2 separate regions of the Capsicum annuum genome follow, and region 1 is linked to region 2. Evidence: chromatin contacts called from public Hi-C data. All regions are on one chromosome and are shown on one strand. Each heading gives the region's core, a stretch centred on a gene start, on an enhancer-like site or on the middle of the called end of the contact. The rest is flanking DNA. Distances are from core to core; before and after follow the strand shown.

Region 1 (2,700 bases), core at 180-2,679, 67 kb before region 2:
GACGCTTTTATTTATATGTTTGTTATTTGGATCCTTGAACCCACTAAAAAATAACATTTTAAATCCTTTTTTGGTGAGTGTAACACACTCTCCCCCACGTCAGCTGCCACGTCTGCCACACCATCTAAAAAAAATATTACATTAAATTTCAAGTCATTTTTAAAATGCTACATAATAAATTAAATATTAAAATTAATTTAATTAAATAAGAAAAATTTATAAATTGTAGAAAAATTTGAATAATCATGTTTTTATTTTTGCTCACAAATTAAACATCAATTCCATTCCAAATAATTAAAATTCTTCTCCAACTAATTTAAATTTTTAACTATAAATTCGTAAATACAAACATAATAATTTTTTGATTTTTAAATTTGAATATTTTTAACAATTCACAAAAAGTTTAATTTTTTTCAAGAGAAATTCACTATTTTTTTTCAATATTTACAATCACTCACTTTCAATTTAAATTTAAATTTTAATCCCCAAAAACTAAAAAGATTTCAAATTTAAATTTTAATTAAAAAATGAAAAGAATTGAATTGAGAAGAAAAATTAAAATAAAAAGTAAACGTGGGGGGGGGGGCTGGAAAAGTGTTGGGGTGAGGGTGGGGTGGGGATGGGGCTGGTAGGGGTGGGAGCTGAGGGTGGGGTGGGGAGGGGCTAGACGGGGCTGGTGAGGTGTGGGGGGTTGGGGACGGAATGGGGTGGGGGTGGGGAGGGGAGGGGCGGGTGTTGGGGTGGGGTGAAGGGACTGGAAGGGGGTGGGATGGGCTGCGTGAGGGGAGGGGGGACGGGCTGGGGTGGAGTGGGGAAGGTTTTTTTTTAAAAAAAATATATATTATTTTAAAAATTTTAAATTAAAAAAAAAAAAAAGAAAAAAAAGCCTTTTTAATTATTTTTTAATTTTAATATTTTCATTTTTTTAAAAATTATTTTATGAAAGGGGCTGGGGTGGGGTGGGATGGGGACGGGCTGGGGTGGAGTGGAGAAGATTTTTTTTATTTTTTTTAAATATTAACCCCCACTAGTACCTCCAAGTGAATGACTACACTCTCCTTGTCCTGATCATCATTTCAATGCCGCATGGGCGAGGTTAACAGTCAAAGGGTACAAAATATTATTTTGTAATGGGTTCAAGAATTCAAAGGACAAATATACAAGTAAAAGTATTTAACTTACAAAATCGATATAATATAGGGATCCAGAAAATCATTTTGCATTATGAAAACAAAAGAAGGATAATGCAAACATTGGAAAGCGGAGTGAATATTTGCAATTACCAAAATTAACTCAAACGTTACCACTTGCAAACCTTGTAATATACATTTTCTAATGAGTAATAATTATAATAATGACAGAAGTAAAAGGCAAACAAGAAGTAGTGTACTAACAACTTGTTCAATGTTCATGCAGCCGAAATCTGTCACCACCATTGTTTGGAAAAAATATCCACACATAATATAAAATATCCATCCCTCCTCCCCCCCCCCCCCCCACACTAATTTAAATATATTTCAATCTCTGCTACAGTAATAATATACTCAATATATTTTAATATGATTAAATTTAAATAGAATAAAGTATACATAATCCGTATTATTACTTTAAAATTGAGGTATAGAGAGATTATTTCTGATAGACACTTGGCTCAATACAAAATACAATCTAAAAGAAGACGTGAAAGAAGTACAAAAGTCGATAAATATATTTCTCTACCATCAAAAATAATTTAAACATATATTTTATTTGAGTTTTGATTTAAATATATCCTTTTCGTATATTTTGATCTAAATATATTTCTCCCATTATATTTTAGCATAAATTTACTCTTATGGAAGAACACGAGACGAACTCAAAATCAAATGACTCATATTCTCAATTTTAAGTACTCTCTCCGTTTTATTTATTTGACTACATACATCTTAAGAAATCTTTAATTAAAGCCGTATTTTATTAAAGTAATAATATTTAAAACTCTAAATTAAACTATTATTGCTTTATATAGTTATTTAATTTTAATTAATACTAACATTACAATGAAAAAAGTATAATAAAATTATTTTAATTTTACTAATTAAATAAATTATTAAAATAATTATTTTTAATATTGGAGTTGAGTTAAAAATGAGACTAACAGATTACCCAACATATTTAAAAACTCACTTTATTTACTCATTTTTTAAAGTATAACTCACTCCTTCCATTTTAAAGTTATTTCCCTTTGTTATTGATGAGAATCCAAAGATATATATGTATGTGTCACCATAAATTTGGTATAGTTAGGTCCCAACAGGTTGACAGGTCGACGTGCAGCCAGCTGTGTTGACACTAACTTTAACCTCCCAACTTTCTCTCTCTTGTCATGTTTTATACTCCTTCGATTTAATTTATATTGTATATTTTACTTCCTGGAATTCAGATATATCTATATTTAATCATAATTTTTTAATACATATTCCAATATTTTAAATAAATAATTATTATAATTTATAATATTTTTTACGTAATATTCAAATATATAAATTTAATTTTAAAAATTTAAAAATTTCATATCTAAATTTATGATCAAACTTTGCTTGAAACAAGCAACGGTGTCCTACATGATGACACTTATATATAAGAGAGATATATATATGCTCACTCATTTTACTTGACATGTTTCATACTCTCTCCGATTTAATTTATATTGTATATTTT
Region 2 (2,700 bases), core at 33-2,532:
ATATATTGCTTCTTTCAAGTGATTTAAAGATGAAATGACATTTGTTTTCAAGCAATTTGTCTTAACAAATCAGAAAATACAACTTTTACCAAGGAAAAAAAAAAAACAATACAAATCTCAATAGTTTAGAGCTTAATATAGAAAATTCCTACCCTTTACATAATTATTAAAAAAATTAATTTTAGATTTATCAAAATACATAATTAGCTCCTAATACATCAACGAAAATATATTTTTTCCGTTGTAACAATACATAATTAGCTCCTGATATATTCTTTTTCTGAATTTAGGTCCATCAAAATACATAATACATCCAATAACGATACATTTTTTTTTGTAAAAATACATAATTAGTTCCCGAAATATTCTTTTCGATTTTTGATCAACCAAGATATATAATTAGCTCTTGATATATCCAATAAAAATACAAAATTAGTTGAGATTTTTGTAATTACTCTGTAAGGGTGAAAATTTGTAAATATGTTAAGTAAAAGATGTATGTTTATGTTATTTTTCCAAAAAAAAAATAAAAAAAAAATGCATTATTCAATGTTGAAATGTTCCAACAAAAACTTAACTCCTGCACAGTGTCAAAGCTTCAGTAGTAAATATTCGAAACTACAACATACTGTGTTGGAGTTTCACATATAAGAATTTCAAATTCTTGCACATTTTACTGCAAGATGTTAAGTTCACCAAAAAGTTACATATATATAGATCTGTTGCATAGCTTCTTTTTCTGTTCTAAAGTTCCTGGAATTATTTGTTTAGATTTCTCAGTTCAAGTGAACAGTTAAACTCATGAATAAAAGAAACCCCATAATCACAGAACAATAAATTAAAACAAATAAAACACTGAGCTATGTAACTTCCACACCTATCCTTTTATGGGCTAAGTAAATTTCCCCTGTTGGTAATGTCACACATGTCTTGATCGTGTGAAGCTATACCATCTTCTGCTGTACATTGTTATATGCTACATGGTACAAACAACAGCCCCGGACAAAGAAAGATTGCCATGTTAGCAAGGCTCTTTCAGGTCCAAGTACTGTAGAAACATGAGGTTTGATGTGTCCATGGAGTTGTTTGATCTTGCCATGACCAGACACGAATGTTGGCTTCTCCTTTCTTGTCATCGTTTACCTCGTAAAAGGTGTTTGTCACCTACCAATATCTTGTAACTTGCATGAGGACCTTCAGATGTGTCTCTCACAGTTACATGCCAACCCATGGCTTTCCCAATATCCTGAAGTTCATCCATGACAGCGACGGAATCTCGGATGTACGCATGTCCACCTGGCCTTAGTATCCGGTCCATTTCGAGCATGATTGTGGACATGTTGCATCTGGTACATAGAATCAAACACAACATCAGGGCATCATTTTTGGGGGTCAAACAGTCCCACTCCACACAATCCATAAGATCTTTTAGATGCAGAGTTGGACCAAAATTATCATTCATGAAGCAATTAATCAGGAATAAAGATGTACCTTTTCTGTTCAATCGAGAAGAGACCATTTGCGTGCAATAGGTCATAGGTTCTTGGGTAAGTATCAAATGGTTCACACCTGGAAAATTGAACAACCCTTTAAGGACGGTCCACGTGGATAAAACGATGTCACATGTATTTCATGCAACCGACTTTCTACAGAATACACTGCATGCTTTCTGAGTAATTGTAATTCTTCATGTTGGCAAAGGATAGGATGTAAAATATGCCAGACTAGTATATCTTATAGATTATACGTACAGACAAAAAAATCAACGGTATTGTCTCCTTTCTCCTCCATTTCCTTTTCTCTCTTTTTTCGAAGTCATATTGGTATTGCTAACATAAGTTAAAGAATGATCGCATGGTAAATGCTAACCACTAATTAAATGCTGTGAAGGATGAGCAACTCTTACCAATCATGCATGACTCCAAGTAGTCCACGGTCAAAGATGACAGGTAAGGTATTATGACCACTAACAGGGACAACATTTAGAACCCAGCAATCCAGTTGATTTTCAATTAATGCTGCTGCAAATCTGTTGAAAAAAAAGCAATTAATTGGACATTATTCTTTCCACAAACTTTAGAAGCATAATGCTGATCAGACGATTAAAGTGCACAATGACAAAGAGGAAGCCAACAACAAGAAGTATGGAAGACGGTACCCTCCAAAACCAGCTCTCATATCCATTACATTTCTAAGTTTGAGCTTCTTCCAATGCCAAGCACGGACATAGCTTCCAATTATTTCGTTCCAGAATTTTGACTCTGCCCTGAAGAGCTCTTTCCTAGACATAAAAGAATCTACTTGTATGCTCTGGAGCCTATCTGGAGGATACTGCAGGCGTGAAGGCCAAGTGGTAATATTTGCACCATATCCTTCTTCAGGCAATCGTGTAATACATGCTTTCAGATCAACATACCTAAATGTGATTGTTAAAAAAGAAATCAGCCAGTGCCATAATGAAAGGAACGTCTACATGAAATCAGAATCATTAACACATGGAAAGCTGTGCCTTCACTGACGTTTACACTTGGAACATGCCCCATTGATTTATCAACAACTGACTAATAAAGGACAAATTGTTATTTTCACTAACGGAAATAGGGTGGAATCTCTAGTTAGGAGGGTTGGGGGAGGTGGGTGCTTGCGGTTTCTTAGTGTATAGTACTACTTTGGGGGTGCCTTATTTCTGTTATTTCATCT

The links. A called contact is a pair of places that touch in the nucleus more often than the background predicts.
Region 1: a Hi-C map of leaf shows a contact between it and region 2, with 3 times the contacts expected there. The contact joins two enhancer-like sites. A contact is called at or near these places in 2 of 5 Hi-C or Micro-C datasets (leaf and placenta).

Annotation. Positions count from the first base shown.
Region 1 is chr5:210,034,775-210,037,474 of UCD10Xv1.1, reverse strand. It overlaps LOC124898763 (a long non-coding RNA gene), which reads right to left. Exons shown (of 2, transcript XR_007055530.1): 2 at 1-124. Among protein-coding and RNA genes, the nearest start is that of LOC124898763, 3.1 kb to the right of the region's middle. Within about 2 kb of position 1,429, at least 3 of the 5 cell types and tissues checked have an H3K27ac peak or open chromatin away from gene starts, as enhancers often do. A contact at or near this core is called in leaf, where this site is marked.
Region 2 is chr5:209,968,098-209,970,797 of UCD10Xv1.1, reverse strand. LOC107871197 (probable methyltransferase PMT11) reads right to left here. Exons shown (of 9, transcript XM_016718040.2): 6 at 2,159-2,416; 7 at 1,907-2,029; 8 at 1,492-1,569; 9 at 582-1,346. The coding sequence ends at 1,133. Among protein-coding and RNA genes, the nearest start is that of LOC107871197, 11 kb to the right of the region's middle. Within about 2 kb of position 1,282, at least 1 of the 5 cell types and tissues checked has an H3K27ac peak or open chromatin away from gene starts, as enhancers often do. A contact at or near this core is called in leaf, where this site is marked.